3 separate regions of the Gasterosteus aculeatus genome follow, and regions 1 and 2 are each linked to region 3. Evidence: chromatin contacts called from public Hi-C data. All regions are on one chromosome and are shown on one strand. Each heading gives the region's core, a stretch centred on a gene start, on an enhancer-like site or on the middle of the called end of the contact. The rest is flanking DNA. Distances are from core to core; before and after follow the strand shown. Region 1 overlaps ppargc1b (peroxisome proliferator-activated receptor gamma, coactivator 1 beta). Region 2 overlaps pde6a (phosphodiesterase 6A, cGMP-specific, rod, alpha). Region 3 overlaps arhgef37 (Rho guanine nucleotide exchange factor (GEF) 37).

Evidence for each region. Hi-C and Micro-C count contacts between places; a contact is called where the count stands out from the background.
Region 1: a contact with region 3 is called in a Hi-C map of tail fin, with 3 times the contacts expected there. The contact joins two enhancer-like sites. A contact is called at or near these places in 2 of 6 Hi-C or Micro-C datasets (skeletal muscle and tail fin).
Region 2: a Hi-C map of skeletal muscle shows a contact between it and region 3, with 5 times the contacts expected there. The contact joins two enhancer-like sites. A contact is called at or near these places in 4 of 6 Hi-C or Micro-C datasets (liver, skeletal muscle and whole body).

Annotation. Positions count from the first base shown.
Region 1 is chr4:4,214,879-4,219,298 of fGasAcu3.hap1.1, forward strand. It overlaps ppargc1b (peroxisome proliferator-activated receptor gamma, coactivator 1 beta), which reads left to right. Exons shown (of 12, transcript XM_078101968.1): 4 at 3,581-3,706. Among protein-coding and RNA genes, the nearest start is that of pde6a, 36 kb to the right of the region's middle. Within about 2 kb of position 1,608, at least 3 of the 9 cell types and tissues checked have open chromatin away from gene starts, as enhancers often do.
Region 2 is chr4:4,233,132-4,237,958 of fGasAcu3.hap1.1, forward strand. pde6a (phosphodiesterase 6A, cGMP-specific, rod, alpha) reads right to left here. Exons shown (of 24, transcript XM_040175242.2): 22 at 4,435-4,518; 23 at 4,063-4,222; 24 at 2,932-3,925. The coding sequence ends at 3,879. Among protein-coding and RNA genes, the nearest start is that of pde6a, 18 kb to the right of the region's middle. Within about 2 kb of position 1,475, at least 7 of the 9 cell types and tissues checked have open chromatin away from gene starts, as enhancers often do.
Region 3 is chr4:4,117,162-4,122,047 of fGasAcu3.hap1.1, forward strand. It overlaps arhgef37 (Rho guanine nucleotide exchange factor (GEF) 37), which reads left to right. Exons shown (of 16, transcript XM_078101962.1): 16 at 1-39. Among protein-coding and RNA genes, the nearest start is that of arhgef37, 20 kb to the left of the region's middle. Within about 2 kb of position 2,575, at least 4 of the 9 cell types and tissues checked have open chromatin away from gene starts, as enhancers often do.

The DNA of each region.
Region 1 (4,420 bases), core at 358-2,857, 97 kb after region 3:
TCTGAAATAGTGTTACAGTGCAGCAGAAAAGGCCTCGACTCCCCCCGGACGCGGAGCGCTGCGTCAAACCGCTCGTTGCCTCATTCCTCCTGACAGCTGGCAAGATAGACCGCTCTTCCCCAAGTTCCCCCTCACTCACTCACGTCTCTATTTTCCTGCACGCAACCACATACTACTACTACTATTACTACTACTATGGCTGTCAGTCTGCGGCTGCTCCCTGTGAAGTGGTTCTGTGGAGCGCGGCGTGCGGCGTTCGGCGTTCGGCGCCTCCAGGCAGGCAGTTTGGGACGAGTCGCACCTCCGATTGCTTTTTTTTCCGAGCTCCCGGAGATCGTCGTCACGTGAACCACTGATGAGAAGTACTGCTGTTTTTTTTTCAAAGCACCAGAAAGAAAAGTCACATTTTAACTTTTGCCTCTTCTTTTTTTTTTTTTTTTAGTTTGAGACATTCTCATTTTTACTCATGATGCGTCATGAGCTGTCACACTGTATTTATTACTCCCTCCACTTAGCCGCAACCCAGCTGTTCACTATTTAAATAGATGTTTCAAAGATTGTTATTGTCATTTACACACGCCCTGTGTATTGAAATTCTTGTGCTTGCCTTTCCGGAAAGCCGACCAATTTTAAAATTAAAATAAAAATACAATATTTAAAAAAATTTAAAAATGAGGTACGGATGAGGCAGAAATTAGGTGAGGAGGAAAAGTGCAAAACTGAGCAGGTTGTAAAAGAAAAAACTTAAATTAAATGAAATGAGTGCAATATAAATGAACAGTACAGTAACAGTGAGTGAAATCCTAACAAGCTAAAGTGCAGAGCAGTGTGGAGGTTATAGAGTCCTCTCAGCTGTTGATGGCTCTAATGGCAGTGTTTGGCCTCCTTCAAGTACATATATTTATATCAGCGCTGTTTTTCTTCTTCTTCTTTCTAAATACATTCACCTCCAGCGTGTCAGAGGTTCCAACAGGGAGCAGAACTCTTCCATCGAATGTGAATGTGCATCATGGCTTTTTCATTGTGTTTATATCAGTGGCAACAAACAGCAACCTGACATTCACATCCACTTACACAGAAAAGCCTTGTGTAACAACATCAGGGTGCTTACTCTACCGACGCTGCCAGATGTGTGTGTGTGTGTGCGTGTGTGTTTTTGTGTGTGTGTGTGTTTGTGCTCCATCCCTTATTTCCATCGGTGGAGTGGTTCACTGTCACATGACTGCTGTCACTCATGTGCTCGGTCATGAGTGTATCGCTGCCCTCTATTGGTGAGAGAGGAAACTGTTTGTGTTTGTGTGTGTGTGTCTTGTGTATTTGTGTTTGCGTGTACAAGCTAATCTGTTTGACATTTTAAGAGCTTGATTGGATTCATGTAAAAAAATACATTGTTTGTACATTTTTTGTGACCCATCACAATTTTTATTCCATATTCGAACATTAATTGAGTTCAAATTAGAATTTGAACCAGATTAATTCTACCACACAACACCACTACACTACACTACTTCTCTGCAAATACCTCGGCCTTTTCTCTGTGTATGTGTGTCATATCCCCTGTAGGTGTGTGTGTGTGCGTGTGTGTGTGTGTGTGCCACCACAGAACAAGGCCTGCATTGATGCCGCCAGTGCAGCTCTGGAAGGCGTCCAGAGTGGAGTAGAGTGTTTGAGGGGCCTGAAGCAGGCGGGTGGAGGGGTGGTGGTGGTGGTGGTGGGGCGGAGGGTGGGGGCTCTTTCAGTGTTTCACACAGACACAAACCTTCAGTCTCCTCTTCATTCTCCTCAATGGGACTCTCAGAGGAGCATCGCCGGGCGCTCTGAGCCAAGTTGGCATCGGCCATTTGACCCAGAGAGTTTTTCCGCAATTACTGTCGCACTCGTTGAAGCGTTACGAATAAACTAGAATCCCCGGAGAATCATCTGTAGACAAACAACTGACGTAAACCATGAACCTCCTGCACGACTTTCATAGAGTCACATTATTATACGTCTCATCGGATTGATTCAAGGGTTTCCTCTTTAGTGTCTCAATCATAAATGTAAACGTATGCATGGATACTGGTTTTAAGAGGAGTCTCAGAGATACTTTATGAAGCCCTTAAATGAAGAGGAACCAGAGGAGTGTAGGCACGCTTGATATATACAATATTTAAAGAGGTTCAGGTGCCGTCATTGAGCCCCTTTTTGCATAACAAGGCGGCTGGATAATGTTTGTAGCGTGCTTACATGTGCCGTCAGTCATTTTCTGAAAGCCAATAATCACACAACGTATCGTTAAACATACTAAAACAGAACCATTACTTATTTATGTACAGTAAATGAACGAGAGTTCAGAGATTGTGCTGAAGATGTGGAGCTAACGTTAGCACAGTGCGTTAGCACAGTGCGTTAGCACATAACTAACTAGCGTGCTAATGATTGTAACAGTAGATAAAGGGTCCAATTGTCTCCTGTTTTTCTTCTGCTGAGTCGGTTCTGACTGTCTGGACCTTTTTATTCTACATTTAATGCATTTAGTGACAGTGTGGCTCCATTGAGGCTCTACCAGCTTGACTAACTAGCAACAAATGATCCGGTACTTCTCATCCGAACATAAATTAAGGGATGAATTTATCATTGAGATTGTCCCTCACTTCCACCCTGGCAGCCGTATCACATGAAACAGCTGTATAAATTCCCAGCAGGGATGGACTTGTAGCCCCCGAGGTGACCACAGGGCCCTCTGGGCTTCCTGTGCCGCGAATCATTCGATTCAATCCTCAATTCCCGTCACATCTGTACTTTCTACACCGTCCTCTTCTGTAGCAAGCTGCTCTGCTTAGTGGGGGGATTTTCTCCCTAGGCTGATTCATATCAGCTGATAGCCCTGTCATGAAGCCAGGCACTGGAATAAATAGATGAATAGACAGATGAAAAAAGCAATGAGCGGACAGCAGGGGGGGCGGGGGGCAGTTGTGTTAATAACAATTTGAAAGGTAATACCCGGGAAAGATGACAGACAGCTGTGGGGGGGGGGGGGGGGGGTGGACGGAGAGAAGGACTAGTAGACGAGGATCGGGTGGGAAAGGGGAAGGCGAGAAAAAAACAAAACAGAAAAAGGAAACGGGATGAGGATTCAAGGAGAGGAGGCGAGGATGAAGGACAAGTGTCCGAGAAAATTGTGAAGCAAAGGAGGGTGGAGGAGGGTGTTGGTTCCTAATGAGGAGGCCACGCAGGGAGTGGCCGCTAACTGAGGAGCAGAAGTCGTATTCCATGATATCGCAGAGAGGGGAGAGAGGCGGGATCCGGCTGCTCTAAGGAAACGGGAAGGAGCCGCGTGGCTGTCAGCGTTGGCGAAGTGATAAATGTACAGTATCTTGACCTCGTGGCCTCCTCTGCCTTTATTCCCTTGTACAAACATCCATCCTGCAGGGAGTTAACAGCTGACGGAATATAGATTAGAAATTGAAATGAGCTTGGATGACCCCCCCCCCCCCCCCCCCCCCACCCCTCTTTCTATCCATGTGGTCACATAAAGACATTATTACATTTCCCACACACAGAATAAAACTGATCTCTCCCGTCCTCCTTCCTCCCCCAGCTGATGAAACTCCTGCTGACTCCTCCCAACGTGCCCGCCGCCGCCGACGCCCACAAGGACAGAGTCCACGGCCATCGCTACAGCAACAGAAGCCTGCACCTGCGGCCCTCCAGACCCCCGGTCAAGGTGAGGCGCGGGTGGCTGCTGTCAGCGGTTATTGCACGTAGAGAAGAAGTCAGCATTCGATTAAGCTGGATGAATTGCAGTAAGCGGCGATTTTCGCTGTTGTCTCTCGCGCGTTTAGTGAAAACATGCCGAGTGTCGCTGTGCACAGACGGATGGTTGGCGGTAAACTGTGGCAGATTAGAAAACGCTTACATGGTTCATAAAAGGCAAATGGGTCTTTGATGTTTGCTGGATGAGCTGGAGCTTGTTTTTTAGTTTTCCTTCTCAGTGTGTGTGTGTGTGCGTGTGTGTGGCGATCTTGTGAGATGTGCATCGTCGACATCAATCCCACATGAAGTCGTTTCATTAGGCTCCAGTAATGGTGCCACGGTTTAATCATTCATTATTAGTTCAGTGGCTTCGCCGTGAGCCGTCAGTGTTGGACCGAGCTCACAGGTCGTAGGTTAACATGAAATCGTTCAAGGCAAAAGAACCGTCTTCCAAAATCCAAAAAAATGAGAGATTTCATTTTACACTAAAAGCTGGTCAAGCCTCAGCTGCCGCCGCTGACGGACGTGGCGTCGGGGCAGCGAGGACGTTTGCGGCGGCTGCTGCTGCGACTCGGCAGTAATTGGGCGGCGGCTCGCGCTGGGCCTCAAGTGGCCGTTGATTACCGCACCGCTCGCTCGTCCCGCACGAGGAGACGGGATACCCGCGGGATGCAGGGCGGGGTGA
Region 2 (4,827 bases), core at 225-2,724, 110 kb after region 3:
AGCAGCTCCGCAGTGCAGAGTCATTAGACGCGGTGTCATCCTCCAAGAGCTCCGGCTTAACTCTGACAGGGACAGAAACACGACTGTCGACTGTAACCCCCCCCCTACACACCACCACCATCCCCCACGACCCCTCACTTCTGCTCCGTGGGACGCCTGCCTCTCTGTGCGAATCCGATCAGTGTATCGGCGTACATTTCTGTACATGGTTGTCTGTCAGGACACTAACTGGACAGAGAACATGCGCCACTGCAGGACGCAGTATGAGGTCAAAGGTCACCTTGTAGCACACTGATAACTGTCAGATTCAGCGGATGCTGACCTCGTGCCACACATACACACAGAAGATCGACAGAACCAAAGAGCTCTACCTAAAGCGTTAATAGATCACTAATCTCCGGCTGCTTAGTCGTGACCTGCGATATTAACATCATTCTTGGCCTGAGGCGATTTGTTTTGAACCCTTTTGAACATATTTTATGAGCCAGACCGGTTGAGCACAGCGGTATTTGCCGTTACGCCAGCGGACCCAACGTCTTGCAGTTGGCGATGCGTTGGTTCTGTCCGTGTATTGTTCGAGATGTTGGATAAGCTTCTTAACTGTCCTCAGGAGACACGTTGATCCGAGCAGAAGCAGCACACATCACACCTGCCGTGACGGGAGTCCTCAGCCATCGTGTTCTGCGTGCACTAAAGGGAAGGCGTGAAAGGACAAATGACAGGGGTCACGTCGTTGCTTTGCACTCTTAATTACCCCCTTTGTCTTTGGAAACTGGAAACAGTTTTTTAATCCTTTGTTTTTGTCTCTCCAGGGATTAATTTACTAATCCGGCTATTAAGTATATTAAATTAAATTGGCTGTTGATAACATTGTATTAAATCAATCTGTGGGCTCTAATAAAGTAGGTAACGTAGATTTATTTGTGCATTTTACACATTGAATGAACAACAATCAGTGGTTACAACCTGCACATGTCAGACATTTATAAACCACACAGAACTTTATTTACAATCTAGGGGCGATCGGCTGCATCTTGGGAAACTTTGTTTTTAACAACAACAATGCATGTAAACATGTTACCATTTTATGGAATGTCAATATATGTCAACAGGGTGAATTCATAAAACAGTAATTCAGCTGATCTGGAATCGGTCATTAGCTGCGTCCCTGGTTCCCTCCGTGGTGCGACACGCGCGCAACCACCACCGCGCGCCACCATTCAACACACACACACACGCACACACACGCACGAGCGTGCGTGCGTCACGAAATGCTGATTTCGACGACATCGCGGCGGCAAAAAGAAAAAGGCGACTTCTTCTGCTTGGAAACTGCGGGCGATCCTATAAATAGTCCCGCATCGCTCTCTCGGCTGGCAGCTCCGCAGTCACGACTGCCCCCAGATCAGTGCAGGAACGAGGCTGAAGGCTCCCCGGGTGTACTGCAGCTGCTGCTCCCCCCCCCTCCTCCCCTCTCTCCCTCTCTCTGCAGTCACGGGACGGCGCTGCGTCAGAGCTTTACGCGCTGCGCCGATCATCACCACCATATACGGCGATCCTTTGCGCTGCCAGCGCGGCCTGACGTCACACACCGATGACGACACACGCAGGTTATACGTCCATGCTGGCGTTGTGTTACTATGCCGCGTGAGGGAGGGATGATGCATTTAGCTCCGGTCCTGCCCGCCCCCTCCCTCCCTTTACCCCCCATCGTGGCTCCAGTGGTGATCGCTTTTCATTATCCCACTCAGGGGTCATGTTGTGTTTTATAACGGTATTATGTATGGCTCTAGGTGGGAGAATTAACCATGTGCACACACACACACACACACACACACACACACACATGCTAATGGGAAGCCTAGCTGGCAGATGTTGATGCATTGTGAGCTGCTGTGCAAGTCCTCTCTTATGCATGTTTCCTGCAGAAGATTCCACCTCGATCACACGGATAAATATTCATGTTTGCGACAAAACGTTTGTATTTCTCCGCGGCATTGAATCACCTTTTCGGTAATAAACACAACGTAGTCAACCTTATTTTTCCAGGCATGTTTGTTTAGGCACAACCTTCATGCAAAATCAAAAACATTGGAAATATATAATCTATTTTCCTTGAAATTTGCTGAAGAGACACAATGGGGGGGGGGGGGATACCTGTTTTTGGGGAAATCCATTTTGCACACCACACCGCTCCTTCACACGGCTGTCAGTCAGAGGCCTGCTGGGCCGTAAACCCTCACGGTTGAAAAGAGCGCGAAACTTTTCCAAACAGATTCTCCTGGCAGCGGAACGGAGGGCAGTGAGAGTTCAACAAACACGGCGTCCGATGTACACGGATGTGTGGCTAACCTCGGAGCCGCGCCGGGGGGGGGGTTTTGGGAACATATACTGCAATGGCTGTATTAATGCATATGTTGCGCCAGTCAGTCCAGAGCCCACAGCATCTCCCCGGTGTCCATTCATCCGTCCATTCATCCATCCATCCATCCAACCATCCATCCCCCGTTTGGTCCGCAGTTCTTCCCCCCTGCTGAACACGACCCGAGCTAAGCCCCCGCCTCCCCTTCCTGCGCCTTCCCAGAACTTCCTTGAGGCCGACGGGTCCTTCTCCATAGTTGCTCCCAGTCGGCCGCCTGCAGGTCGCTCCATTGAGCATGTGCTAATATTACTAAAAGAAGCAAATCCCTCTCCAAAGGAAATACATATGGAACCAAGTCAACGCTGCTTATCGTTGCCATATCATACATATGTATGACTTTTATTTTTTCAAATTTTGGGGTGCTAAAATGTTATTTTGTTCTTTCCAGATAAACTAAGCACATTTGACATATTTATGACGGAATTTATCAAAAAACACGCAAACAATAAAACTACTCAACTCTCCCTTTAAAATAAACTGCAACAATAAAAACACAGACACCAAAGTAATTCAGTGGGAAAATACAATATATTTACTTCTATCTGCAAATAAGCAAATGCACATCTCCACATTATTACTTCAGTAAAACTGAATAAAAATACATTTTCTTGTATTGATCCGCAGTATCGACCGACTCCAACATTGAACGTTAACTGAGTAAGATGTTGCTTCTTGTTACGCTAAAAAAAGTCTCAAAATAACATTTTATCGTGAGCAAGCTTTAACTACAAAACACCTGAGAGCAACGATGCAGCGACACGGTTCGACATTGTCCTTTAGTTTCATTGGCTTTACAGACTTGGACTGTTGACCCAGTGAGATGCTCCAGTTGACGTTGTTTGTTGGATGAAAGTTCAGCCATCGTACTTTAAGTGGAATTTTTGTTATTTCTGTCGATCTGCTACTTTTCCGCGTAACAGCTATTTTTACTCGCACGGTGATGTTTAGTGAACAGGAACCGTTTTGTGAACTTTGCGTCTTCTAGAAACTGTAGCGCACATTAAAAACACTTAAAGGGATAATGTTTTAAAGTAGGGTCACGTCAGTTACTTATCGTATTGTATTAGCAACGGTAGCTAACAGACCAGAACGGAGGCCCGGCTCTGCACTCTGATTTTCTTTATAAATGTATCATCGTAACTTTAGTCGAATCCCCGATTGAGAACATTTTCACTGCTTTATCTTCCCTTCACACCGCTCTATGCGGGGGGACGGGGACGCTTCCCACAACACCAGACTCCATTGACAAAAACGGTCCTTTTACCTTCTCTTTGTAAGCAGACTATGGGGTGTTCAGGATCAAAGGGTGGCCAGGAAGAAGCAGTGCAGACGGGAAGAAGAGGAGACCGGCATGCTCGAATAAAAGCTGCGCTCTGGATAAACCGAGGAGAAGCCGACGCCGGACCGCGGCGGCAAAGCACAGGCAGGGAGCGACCTGAAGCAACCTGCTGCCTCTTTAGCTGACTACACACGTCTTTGAATCTGACTGGGCTGCACTTGCACCTGCAGGAGGAAAGAAAGAAAAAAGAACAGAAAGGAAGGCAAAACGGTTAAAAATGCATTTAATTGTTGTTCTTTTTTTACACCTCTATGTTTGTATTTGCAAATTTAGGCCCTGTGGAACTGAGACCCCCCCCTACCTTGTCTGGCCCCTGCAGCAACCTCCTCCTTGGCTTTCTTCGCTTCCTCGATGGCGGCCATTTTGGCCTCGTGCACCTCCTTCAGGGCGTTCCACTCCTTCCTGTTGTTCATCAGGCGGTCCAGCATGGGGGTGATCTCCACGTGGAAACGACTGAACTCCTGCCGACCAATCAAATCACGCCCCAATTTAACACAACCGGACATTTATCAGATGTCGCGGGAAATATAACACAAATCAAATTTTTATGTTGATCCAGGAGCCGCTAAATGAGAGATGACATGCTACACAAAGTTACACGGCCAACAACGTCCACATCGTCTGAAGGACATCGACTGCTTGACTCTGCAGGGAATGCGATGTGGCGTCTGACCTTGTACACAAAGGCGCAGACGAAGTCGATGAAGCCGCACTGCATCTTTGGCAGTTCATCTGCTTTGGTTCTGTCCATCATGGGCTGAAGGAGAGAGAGAGAGAGAGAGAGTGGGGCGTTTCACCGACGTGCTCATCAACCCCTCTGCCAGTAACTCACATCTCATGCAAGCCGTGCTATCGCTCTAAAAACAGCACCGGTCCCCGAGCTCGTTGAAGCTGACCTCTGACCTCTTTCATCGGCTACAGCTCCCTCACAAAGAGGAACTGTTTGCAAAGAAGAAATGTGTCCAGTCCAAGAGGGTCACTTTCTTTGTTTTCTATAAACGAGGGGGGGAGGTGGGGGGGGGGGGGGGGGGGGGGGGCGCTCCATGTGTAGACCCCTCAGAGTGCA
Region 3 (4,886 bases), core at 1,325-3,824:
ACTGAATGTTTGGCTTCAATAAAACTAAACAGAAACCTGCTCAGTTTCCTGATGTCGCTTCACATCACCATTACACACATTTGGAAGTTATGTATAATACCCAGCACCAATAAATACATCCGTTTTTTTATTGCAAGTTAACAACCACTCAGAGATTTAATTTGATTGTTGCTAAAACCTGAAGCGTGTCCCAAGGTGATCCTTGGAAAGATCTCGCTCCCTGCTCGCCTGTGAGGATATCAGGCCGCCTCAGGGAGCTTGTTAGTGTTCTGCATGTTTGAAGGTATAATAACACACCTAGAATAAAAAACAGGAACACTTTTTCACCCTTGTGACACATCATTAAAAAAACTGGAAAAGTACCAAAACCTCACTATCACATTGATTTGTTTTGAAGATACCTGGTTTTCACAGGATGTTGAAGGTTATTTTTTGCTTGATAAGTGACTTCCGTTATTAATCAATCATTACTATTGCTGTTACTACTACTACTAAAACTGGACCAAATACTAGCTCAATTTTCAAAATAAACATAAAAAATATATATATTTTGGTGGTGCCCCCTGGTACCGGTCAGGTGAGGTAACCTGGGTAACAAGGTCAGGTGTGATTACGTGGAGTAACCAAAGACGAAGCGAGGTAACCTGAGGTTTTGCGGGGTAACGTGAGGTTAGCGCTGTTAGCAGCGTTAGCTATGAGACACTACATAAACTTAACAAAACCCTTTTTAGATATCCATCTATTTTCCTCGCAAAAACACCTCGCTGGTTTGAATCCCGGGTGGATGTATCCATGCACCGACGCTTACGAGACATCTTCATTTGTTTCCACCGACGACCGTGGTGCCCTTTGGCAAGGCACAGCAACCGGCCGACTCCTGCAGACTGGACGGTGCTGTTGGAGTAAACGTCTCTGCGGCGAGAGCCGGTTGAATTCCCCAGCGAGCAGCTGTCACCACGTCACCCGCTAATGGAAAACAACACAGTGTTTACCTCGCCGTCTCCAACCCTTCATCTCCTTCCCGAGATGGATACAAAGGTTCAACTCCACTGCCTTTTAAAAAAAATGTATTTCTCACCTCAGTGTGTACAATAAAACGACTCTTAAACACTCACCCGCCCCCTATTTTCTCTAAGCCGCCTTGTGGTCGTTTTGTTTTCTCCGGATGCGAGTGGAACCTTATTTCATCTGTGCAGAAATGAACTCACAACAGACCAGGGGGGGCCTGCGCGCACAGACACACACTGCTGTGTGCTGGGAGGCTTAGTTTCTCTGTTTCTGGGAGAGTTCAGCAGCGCTCACCTGCTGTGTGCATGTAAAGCAGCAAATGTTTCTTAATGGGAGAAGTCCTGTATGTGTTTGGGTGCATCACCTTTGGTTCACTTCTTCCTGTCAGACGTTATCTGAGTTAATTGGTAAAGGGACGAGTCTTGAAATGCTAAATGGGCAAAGCGAGACAAAGAACTGTCAGTATCGATTCCCACTGACGGAGAGGAAAAACTCTGACGTGTATTAAGTATTAATGACGTGAAAACACAAACGGGAGGGATGAAACCGACGCGCAGGAGTTGAGATACACAATGATACACAATGATTGTGGCGTCAGTTCTCAGAGGTTGTGTGTCTGTCAGACGCTCTTCCTCTTCAGTAGAAGCCTCAGCAGAAGCTGGAAAGGGACTTTTGCTTCAACCAGTTAGAACTTTCCAAAAGAACAGAAGAACCTTTTTGGTTTTGGTTTGTAGTCTGAGACGTGATGTGTCGGGTTTTGTCCTTTGTTGGATAAAATATGTCAAAAACACACGGTGGGATTCCGAACGAAAACCGTTAATGTCTTTTCTCGATGTATGAATGTTAATTTAGATTCCTGTTGAAGACATTTTTCTTTTACGTCCGTAAGATGTCCGCAGGGTTCGTTGATGTCGTCTCTCAGCTCTCGCGCCGTCCTCGAGTCTCGAGTTGCTAACTGAAGGCTACATCCAAAACTCACATTCAAACTATTCTTCATCTGGCGTGACCAACTGAATTTGTGTTTAACGGCCCCGTCTTCCGTGCATGTGCCCCTCGCCGCTAGCCAGCCGCTAGCTAGCCGCTAACTAGCCGCAGCGTCCCTCCGCTGCCTCTGAGGCCCGTGGAAGCCGTGCGGATGAGTTCTTGTGCCGCGCGTCTCCGAGGGGGAACATCAGCCGGCTTCGGCGTGCACTGGAGTGTGAAACGGAGAAGGGGTTTAGGGCCTTTCAGAGTGGCACTTAGTGAACAAACGCTGCCCCCCGCTGTTTGTGTTTGAAGCACGTAAAGGCGCGCTGCCAGGACGGCCGCTTTGTGTGTAAAAATGGTCAAGCATGAATATCTTATGGCAGTCGATGTACATTTTGAATCCCCCTCTGTTGACTTCCATGACCTGTGTGTGTGTGTGTGTGTGTGTGTTTGTGCGTGTGTGTTTGTGCGTGTGTGTGAGTGCAGTGCTCATTAATGCTTACGTCAGCCATCTTTTTCTGTCGGCTGCATTTTAATGGAGCAGGACTCCTCCAGGCACCCGATACCCTCTGAATGACTACATGTATGAGTGTGTCTCTGTGTGTGCGCTAGCGTATGCCTTCCAGCGCGCGTGTGGGAGGATGCGCACTGTGTGTGTCTGTGTGTGTAACAGTGAACAGATCTCGGGCTATAAATATCGTGTCCGTTAGCTGATGCTGAGCTATAAATAGACGCATTTGGACCCGGTGCCTGGGGGGGGGCAGCAGGAGAACTGCATCCAGGTGTGACGTCAGAAGAACCACAGTTTGCTTTGTCTCGTTCTATTTGTGTTCCCGGTAATACGTTGGAGCTGCTGGTGTTTGTTTGTGTGCTTCGGGGAAGGCTTCACCTGAAAAGAAGTATATTCCTCTTATTCCTCTTATGCTTCATAGTTTGAAGTTGAAAATATCTGCTGAATAAAATGTCTGCATGAGGTGATCTTCAACATTTTTGCTGTTTTACTGTGTGTTTTTAAGGACTGTGGTTTGTTTCAAACCTCACGTCTTAAACTCAAACTACTACTATTTTTTGGAAGGTGAGGATATATTATTTAAGTGAGGATACTCCTCACTTAAAGAGCTTTGAAGTTTACCGAGAGAGAAGTAGAGTAATTTTTTCATAGACTTCTATTAGACCAGAGGAGTCGCCCCCTGGTGGTCACTAGTGAGAATGCATTGGCTTCAGCGGCCGTCCGGCTGTGAGCGACTGGCCTTCATCAATGCTCAGGTCAGGATTACGTGTATTTAGTGAAGGTGGTTGAGGTTCGAGTAGCGAATGCATCATGACGTTGACTGTCGCCAAACTGTTCATGTTGCTCATGGCAGCCTCGGTGTGAGAGGAGGCCATCTGCGCCGCCACATGCAAGAAGCCTGTCTGTGTGTGTGTGTGTAGCTGAATTATAATGGAAAGAGAAAAAAACAAGAGCGACTACACACATACACACACACTCTGCATTGGCTGCAGAAAAATCCGACGCAACATCTGCACACGTGAGGGAGATGTGTAAAGAGTGTGTGTGTGTTTTGAGGTGACAGCTGATGTCTGAAATTTGGAGCGGCCAAAGTCAAACCCACATGAGGAAATGTAGAGGGCTGATCTGAACACACACACACACAGACAGACAGACACACACACACACACTCACTGATATCCTTCCCTTCACATCTGTCTCACCAGGAATTGAAGCTGCCGCCTGCACGACTTTATCATTAATAAATTATCCGAGTACCAGCTCACCTTTCAGGATAAATCGTATTCAGAGTTTTACACGGTGACGTTTTGGAGGATGTTTGTATTTTTCGCTGCAGAGATAATGAAAACTAGGGAACTTGTCTCTTTTTCAAAGAATCATCCAAACGAGCAAAGAGTGCTAACCCTCTCCGCCCTCCACTCCCCTCTCAGTTCAATATTAAGACAAAACAACGTTGTGCACAGTCCTCTAAACCAGCAGTGACTCAGTTTAAACTCATTACACACACACACACACACACACACACACACACACACACACTGCAGATTGACTTGGTTAGCAGCTTTCTGAGTCACTTGTTCATTAAATTTCCACGGCTCCTTTCAGGATTCCTCACTTTGCCCTTTTCTTTTCTCCCAGCAGACGTCTTTACCGTGAAGCGGGAAGCCTGCCGGTGTGGTTAACGACAATAACGACGGCTCTCCTCCTCATTGGTTCAGATGTTTCTCCAATGGCATAAGAACCCTGTCGTCCTCATGTTTGGAACACGACCTGCGCCACGTTGTCATTGCAACACAACAGCTAACACGCTAACAAGCTAACATGCTAACTTGCCGGGCCGTTGTGAGCATGTTTGGCCGGCAAGCGGCGAACAGTTGTTCCTTTGGCCGGTGGTCCTTTTCAGCGTCAATGAATGAATGTGTTTACTCAAAAAAAAGCAGCTGTTCACGGCCGGTTTTTAACCGCTGGCCAGATGCGAGAGATAAACAGCTGTTCAGCTGGCCGGTGTCCTTTTCAGCGTCAACGAATGAATGTGTTTACTCAAAAAGAAATACTTTGATGTACCGGGATACCGTACAGAATACCGTGATGTGAATACGGCCCAGCTCTACTCTGACGTGTCAATCAACTAAAAGTGACGTTAGCTGCTTGGACAAAATCACAACGGCAGCGTAATGGCAGCAGCCACGTAAGCAACGGCTTTAATTTACCGTTCACAGAAGTTTGATTTGGTGATTTTGTATTTGCAGTCACCGGTTACCTCCGTATCAACAGACTTCACAACTGTTTGTTAAGCCTCTACATTGTGGAGACATTAGTCCACTGCAGCCGCCGTGCGTCTTTCACCATTTCTTGTAGTCAGACGTTCAAAGTTCTCATTTCCCCTTAAAATGGAGTTAAA